Regions from separate parts of the Mus musculus genome. Here region 2 is linked to region 1. Evidence: chromatin contacts called from public Hi-C data. All regions are on one chromosome and are shown on one strand. Each heading gives the region's core, a stretch centred on a gene start, on an enhancer-like site or on the middle of the called end of the contact. The rest is flanking DNA. Distances are from core to core; before and after follow the strand shown. Region 1 holds the start of Zfp235 (zinc finger protein 235). Region 2 holds the start of Itpkc (inositol 1,4,5-trisphosphate 3-kinase C).

Region 1 (4,029 bases), core at 473-2,972:
ACACTGAACCTGTTTAAGAAGGATTGAATGGGTGTATAACAGTGGAGTAAACACAGTCCATACTCTTGTCTCTGACACAGTATTCTAGACTTAGGTCAATAACCTGAGCTACAAGCTAGAGCAGATCCTGAGACTCCATGGTAAATGGACATGGTTTTGTTATGTTTTAGGGAGGGAGATGGAACAAGAGAGTAGCACTGAGTTGAACTGTCCTCCAAGCAAGAAGCTGACATGTGGCTGCAGCATGGTTGGCTCAGAAGTGGATTGTCAACTCGCTGAGACAAAGTAAGCCGTCTTCCTGTAATATGTCATTTACTTTATTTATGTATTTATTTATTAATTTGTGTTTGCATGCCTCTGTGTGTGTGTGTGTGTGTGTGTGTGTGTGTGAGTGTGTGTGTGTGTACACCAGTGTGCTGCAGCACCTGTGGTAGAGGCAGATGTAAATTACAGAAAGTCAGCTCTCTCCTTCCACTGTGTGTGTTTCAAGGATTGAACTCAGGTCCCCGGGCCTGTACCTGCCAAGGCATTTGCAGGCCACGGGCAGGGTCTCTTGTTTCTGCCACACTAAGAGGTCAGGCTAGCTGGTATGGAGTCTTCTTGCCGGCTTCAATATGGCACTTTGCTTTTATTGTGAGAATCAATAAATGGTTTTCTTTTTTTGTTGTATCTGTAGGTTGTATGGGTGGTGAATATCCAAGGACACAGCATTGGCTATGAGTTAAATCCAGTGTTTCTCAAACCTAGCTTCTGGTGCACTCAAGAAAACAGCTTTTCCAGTTTTACTTACCCTTTGCTTCCAATTAGTGTGTGTGTGTGTGTGTGTGTGTGTGTGTGTGTGTGTGTGTGTGTGCATGTTTGGAAGAAGAAGAGTAATTATGGCACAAATACAGGAGTCACATACGTCAGGTGTCAGTACTACCACTGAGCCAGGCTCCCAGCCCTTCACTGGGGGATTCTAGGCAGGTTGTGGTTTGACTGAGAATGCCCCCATAGCTCATATATTTGAATGCTTAGTCTTCAGGGAGTGGAACTCCTTGAAAGGATTTAAAAGGTGAGCAGGCGTGGCCTTCTTGGAAAAAGTCTATCACTGGGTATGAGCATCAAGATTTTAAAAGCACATGTGAGTCCATTTCTCTTTCTCTGCCTCTCTGCATATGGATCAGGATCTAAGTCTCAGCTACTTCTTCAGCATCATGCCTGCCTGCTGCCATGTTCCTGCTCTGATAAAGGACTAAACCTCTGAAAGTGTAAGCCAGCCCCCAGTTAAATGCTTCCTTTGGTAAGAGTTGCTTGGACTTGTGGTATCTCTTCAAAGCAATAGAACAGTGACCAAGACAGGAGTTGGTACCAGGGACTGGAGTATTGCTGTGACAAGCCTGACCATGCTGTTTGTTGAAGGAATATGGAAGACTTTAGGACTTTCCACTACAAAATTATTAAGTGCTTTTTGATTAGTAGAGCTTAGTGGGTCATCCTAGGAGGAGAATGCAAGACAAGGGCAATTTGAGCTGGGGGTGGGGGGCAGCTCAAGAAGTTTCAGAGGCAAACAGTACATGGCCTAAACCATTCTAGTCATATACTGAGGAAAAAAAGTGGGTGATTTTTGTCCTCATCCTAAAAATCTGCCTGAAGCTAAGTTGATGAGTTTTGTATTACTGGCATAAGCAGGGGAGATTTCCAGACAGCCTTGTGTTGACTGTGTCTTGTGGTTATTAGCAGTCGCTCTCATGGAGATCCAGCATGAGGAGGAGCAAGCCAGACAGAAAGAACTATGCAGTGTGGAGTGTGAGGAGAAAAGAAGCACCGTGAAGGCTTAAGGAAAAGCCTGATTCTGAATGCTATAAAGGGAGTGCTGACCTCAGGGCAACACCCCACCCAGCGAAGCCTCCAGCCTGTGAGAAGGAAGAGGAAAAGCTTCAGCATGAGGGAGGCCATCAGTTCCAGCTTCAGCATGAGGGAGGCCATCAGTTCCAGCTTCAGCATGAGGGAGGCCATCAGTACAGCTTCAGCATGAGGGAGGCCATCAGTTCCAGCTTCAGCACGAGGAAGGCCATCAGTTCCAGAAAGATAGTGGACATAGAATCGGATGGGGCCAAGGTCCAGACCATCGAGCAGCAGAACATGCCAGCTTTGGCCACTTGGTTCTGGCTTTAGAGTCAAGGATACAAGAAACACTTGGTTCTGGCTTTAGAGTCAAGGATACAAGAAAAGGGTTCTTGAGCCTCCCTTAGTAATGAAGGAAATGCCCTGAAGGCAGTTGTAGTATAGGAGAGTTCCTGCATAGTGGCCAAGAGAGGGCATTGAGTGAAGCTGTGAACCTGGATTATGTCGGAGACCACAAGATGTTGAAGATGCCAGAACTATGGGATCCCAGCTGCAGAGAGCTGCAGACTGAGGTGAAACCAGCCTGAGAGAGACAAGTGTGTTACAGCCAACATAGCCGAAAGAGTAAAGCATCTGAAGAGTGCTTTGACATCAGCATGGAGATGCAGAGTTTGGCCTCCACCTTTGGTTTTTAGTCTTGCTATGGTCCAGTGTTTCCTCACTATACTGCCTTCCCATTAAGAAATGGTAAAGTATATTTTATGCCATAACACATTGGATTATGTGGTCTGCTTTTTGATTTTGATTTTACAGGGAATTACAATGAAGAGATTGTCATGAGTATCATAAAAGTTTGACATTTAGATTTTTAAAAAATATTGGGATTGCAATAGATGGTGGGGACTTTTGAAGTTGGGCTGAACGCATTTGGCATTATGATATGGGCAAAGGCTTATCGAGACAGGTAGCAGAGTGTGATGGTTTGACTAACAGTGGCCCCCATACATCTATGTATTTGAATGATTGGAAATAGCAGGGAGCCATGCTTTCTGCCATGTTAATGGACTAAGCCTCTGAAACAAGCTTTGATCATGGTGTCTCTTCATAGCAGTAGAATAGTGACCCAGACACCCTGTGCTCTACCATCACTCCCACAGCCTGTGACTGGAGGATTCTATTCAGGGACTCTGCCTCTGCTGCTGAATCAGGCTCCTATAGCTGAGCAGTTGAAGTTTTAGCTTTTATAATATAATATAAAATGAGACTTCAGTGTTCTTAAAAAGGACCCACAGCTGGGCATGGTGGTGCTTACCTCTTATCCCAGCACCCGGGAGCGAGAGACAAAGGGATCTCTCAGTTTGAGGCCAGCCTGATCTACAAACAGAATTCCAGGAGATCCAGGGCTACGCAGAGAAACTGCCTCGGGGAAAAAACAAAACAAAACAAAACAGAACAGAAATAAAAAAGTATCCATAGATGTCTTACATGGCATTTCAAAAATAAAGAAACCGAAAAGCACCCCCGGTGAGCGAGCTCCCAAAAAGCGATTTCTAAGGCTCACATGCCAGTTAAAAGAGCTTGGAACATATGGAGGCTTTAGTAGTCTGGGGAATGTAGTCCCGGAAAAAGCACAGAGCTAGGCGCTTCCGCTGACGCATTCTGGGAATTGTAGTTCCAGCGCCAGTGACGGCTGAGGTGACTTCCGCTGCCGCAAGGCCAGGCTCCCTGGCAGTACTTCTGATGAGGTGACATCCTGCAGCGTTCCGCGACCCTTCTGTGTGCTGGTGTTTCGGTGTGTCTTCTCGGGGACCGAGTCTGCATCTCCGGGGAGAAGAGGGGCACCGCTGGCGTCGGCCGGTCCTCTCTAGCTGGGCTCTGCTTGAGACGGCGCTGCCCAGGATTCCTGGACCCGTCTCAGCTGCTTGTGGAGCCCTGGAGAGAGTCTAGCTTCCCACGGGAGTCTGTCAGAGGAACGGTGATGGCAGATAGCAGTGTCCTAAAGCCTTAAGTGGTATGCAACTCTGGTTTTGATGTGCTCTTTTTGCATATATTTCATTGTTTATTTACTTAAAGAGTGGGACGTTCCATAGCTGATAAAAGGAATAGGTCAGAAAACTACCTGTGGGAGTAGGGTCACTCCTTCCACCACGTGGGCTTCAGAGTCTTGAACTCAGGTGGTCAGCCTCAGCAGCAGTCGCTCAT
Region 2 (4,029 bases), core at 392-2,891, 3.1 Mb after region 1:
TTCTTAAGAGCTGGGCATCAGACTTCCTGCGGAGGAGTCCACAGAAGCCTTGCATGTAAAATTATGTGTGCACCTAGACTCACACACTGGCACAATCTCAGAGATCCCTTAGGCCTGATTAAGGTCCACTGCGGACCGCTCCCAAGAACTAGTGACAGAGGGGTTAAAGGAAAAGACAGAAATGAAAGAGCAAAGAGTAGGGGGTTAATGAAATGGGTTAGTCACCTGGTGTCACGGGGAAGTGACCAGTGAATGGAAGAGGGAGCGAGAGATGGAATTGCCGGCAGGTAGGTAAGAGTAACCTGGAAGAGGACTTTCTAAGCCAAGGCAAAAGGATGGGAGGACATGAGATTTGGGGTGGTGGGTCCTACTCACTCCAGCTCTGTCCTCAGGATCGCTGGTACCTCCGCCCCCGGCTACCAAGTCATCCTCAGATTCATCAAAAGAGGAGGCAGAAGAGAAGCCGCCAGTGCCCCCCTCAATCCGGGATTGGGGTCCCACCGGCTGGGCCTCAGGTTCAGGAGTCTCTGGGGTGATGATAAGGCGGGGCACAGGACACAGGGAGCTGCACTCCAGGTGGGAGCACAGGTTAGTCACCAACTCTCCAGGCTCTGATAAATCTAATGGATCATTTCCATTGGACTCCCCCAAAACGCTGTCATCCCGGAGGCCATCAGTGCCAGGTTGAGTCAAGGCACTCTCAGTGTCTTTTGAGGAAAAACCATCACTCCCAGGTTGTCTGCAGGCTGTCTGAGTACTAGGTCCTTTGAGAGAGTCATCAGTTTGGGACTCTATCCAGAAGCCGTCGGTGTCATGTGGAGTCCTGGAAGCATCCGCGGACAATTCTTTGCCGGAGTTATCAGCACTTGATTCTGGTGAGAGGCAGACTGGGTGAGTTTGGAGTTTGGACACGCCATGGTGGGTCCTAAGGTTATCAACCCTGGGCTTGTTGTCCCTCTCTGGCAGAGTCTGCCACATATCGGATCTGTCCAGTTCGGTCCAGGACTCATCAAACCCTGGTTGGGTACAGAGGCTGGCTCTCTTTGGCCGAGACTGGAGGTCAGATCTGTGAAGATCAGTTCGAAAGCCATCTGTCCAGGAACCGGCCATCTCCATCTCAACCAGGGGGCTGTTCCTTCTTGGATGTGTCTGGAGGTTGGACCCGTCTAGCTCCTTATTTTGCCTGGGCTTCTCCGACGCAACTACTAGGCCAGCTGCTTCGCACTCCGCGTGTCCATCTCCACAGGATTCTGCCTGTGGACCGTTCGGACACGGCGCAGGCTCGAGGTCGGTCCTCTCCGCCTCGGAGTGGAGGCTGGACTCCTCGATCCAGGCCCGGGGACCGCCCCCCTCCGGCCGTCCCGTCGGGCCACCTGCTCCCGGTCCAGGTCGTTGTAGTCCAGGCTGTCGCCGCCGCCCACCTCGCAGCGCCTCCAGCCCCATGCGGGCCTCGGCTGGCAGTGCGCCGGCCTCCGCCTCGCTCAGGCTCCCCCGGCACGGGCAGCGCCTCATACCCGCTCCCAGGGCCCGGGCTTTGGCCCGTCCGGCCCCTCCTTCCCCTTTAAAATCCTACGAGGGGTGTGGCTGGGGAGCCCCAACTCGTGGGTTCCGGCCCGCCGAGCTCCAGGCCGCTCGGATATGCAGGGGTTAACCGATACTCCACCTCCCAGGGAAAGCCCAAAACACGGCCCTCGCCGGAAGTGACGAGTTGACGAGTGTGGGGCGGAGCCTCGGATGCCACCGTGTGTCTCGCAGGGAACCAGCACTTGGCTTCTGATTCTGGTCAGGGTCTAGGTCGTGCGCCCCCGCGATCTTTCCCTACATCACTTACTCCGCCCCAGTAACAAGTTCAACCACGCACTCATTCAACATTCAGAGACAAGATGGACTTTCCAAAGACTTGAGACATCCCCACAGGCGTAAGTTTCAGTGCTTCCGCAGTCAATTCTCAAGCAGTTAGTTGCCTTCCCTTCCACTAAATCTCCCGTGAGAAGTCTGATGCATGGTGGTACAAACCTGTAATCCCAACACTTGGGAAATGGAGAGTGGAGGTTCAGAGGTTGTCATCCTTAGTTCCATGGCCAGTTCCTAGTCAGGGGTAGTCACACACGCACACAGAGGAGACAACTTGATGGTACAGCTTTTTATACCCGCACTCTGGAGGCAGAGGCTAACGGATCTATGTGAGTTCTAGGCCAACCTGGACCACATAGACCCCCCATCTCAAACACTCCTCCCCAATACACACAAAAGGGGAGGGGAATGAAATGACAGCAGGTCTGCCAAATCTGATGTCCTGAGTTCGAGCCCAGGACTGCAGAGTGCGAGATTTGTGGATAAATAAATTTATATGTGTTTGTTTTCAAAGAATTCCAGGGCTAGCCGGGTATGTGCCCTACACCGTTAATTACTGTACTAAGGAGTCAAAGGCAGGCAGATTTCTGAGTTCAAGGCCAGCCTGATCTACAAAGTGAGTTCTAGGACAGCCAGGGCTATTACACAGAAACCATGTCTTGAAAAACAACAAAACCCGGGCGGTGGTGGCGCACGCCTTTAATCCCAGCTCTTGGGAGGCAGAGGCAGGCGGATTTCTGAGTTTGAGGCCAGCCTGGTCTACAGAGTGAGTTCCAGGACAGCCAGGGGCTATACTGAGAAACCCTGTCTTGAAAAACAAACAAACCAACAACAACAGGGGAGAGAGAGAAAGAGAGAGAGAGAGGAAGGAAGGAAGAAAGAAAAAGAAAAACAACAAAAACAGTCTCAGGGCTGGAGAGATGGATCTGTAGTTAAGAGCCATTAGTCGCTCTCTTGAAGAATTGGGAGTTTGGTTTCTAGCACCCTGAATGGGGGTTCACAATCATCTCTAACCACAATTCTAGGGCATTGAACACCCTCTTGTGGTTTCTTCAGGGCATGCATAGCATGCACAGACATTTGCAGGCAAAATTACCCGCACACATAAAATTAAATCTTTTTAAGGCTGGCAGGGTGGCACACACCTTTAATCCCCAGTACTCAGGACAGAGGCAGACAGATCTCTGTGAATTTATGCTAGTTCCAGGTCAGCCAGAGCTACATATAGAAACCCTGCCTCGAATAATAAAGTACATAGGTAAGACCTTTTTAGGAAAGAATTCCAGGGCTGGAGAGATGACTCAGTGGTTAAGAGCACTGACTGCTCTTCCAGGGGTCCTGAGTTCAATTCCCAGCAACCACATGGTGGCTCACAACCATCTGTGATGAAACCGGATGCCCTCTTCTGGTGTGTGTCTGAAGACAGCTATAATGTACACACATAATAAATAAATCTTAAAGAAAAGAATTTCAATGTTTAAAACAATGAAGAAATCTCATGTCTAAACCATGGGTGATGGCACACTCATATAATCATATTACACAGGAGGCAGACACAAGACATTCTTATGTTTCACTAGCCCAACACCAACCTGGCCTACATGATAAGAGCCAATCTCAAAAAACAAGAGCCTGGGTTTTACATGGGCACAAGGTCTTGGGTTTAAAAAAATTATTTATTATTATACATAAGTACAGTGTAGCTGACTTCAGACACACCAGAAGAGGGCATCAGATCTCATTGGGGATGGTCTCTGGAAGAGCAGTCAGTGTGCTTAACCTCTGAGCCATCTCTCTAGCCCAGGGTCTTGGATTTTTGTTTGTTTGTTTGTTTTTGTTTTTTTGTTTTTTCGAGACAGGGTTTCTCTGTATAGCCCTGGCTGTCCTGGAGCTCACTTTGTAGACCAGGCTGGCCTCAAACTCAGAAATCCGCCTGCCTCTGCCTCCCGAGTGCTGGGATTAAAGGCGTGCGCCACCATGCCTGGCAGGGTCTTAGATTTTTAAATAAATAAATGAAGATGATTTCATGTCTAGAGGACTTATGTTCTAGGCTCTGACACTAGATCATTACCTCAAGGTTGGTTGGTTCTTTAATTACTTATGTGTACATGTGTGCCTGTGCAGGTGCATTCAGGTGCCTTTGGCGACCAGCAGGGGGCATCAGATCTGGAGTTG

The links. A called contact is a pair of places that touch in the nucleus more often than the background predicts.
Region 2: a Hi-C map of B cells shows a contact between it and region 1, with 6 read pairs. The contact joins the promoter of Itpkc here to the promoter of Zfp235 in region 1. A contact is called at or near these places in 2 of 484 Hi-C or Micro-C datasets (B cells and CD4 T cells).

What each region holds. Positions count from the first base shown.
Region 1 is chr7:24,130,650-24,134,678 of GRCm38.p6, forward strand. It overlaps Zfp235 (zinc finger protein 235), which reads left to right and starts at 1,723. Exons shown (of 5, transcript NM_019941.3): 1 at 1,723-2,574; 2 at 3,500-3,838.
Region 2 is chr7:27,226,976-27,231,004 of GRCm38.p6, forward strand. It overlaps Itpkc (inositol 1,4,5-trisphosphate 3-kinase C), which reads right to left and starts at 1,642. Exons shown (of 7, transcript NM_181593.3): 1 at 376-1,642. The coding sequence starts at 1,512. It also overlaps a transcript of Coq8b not described here.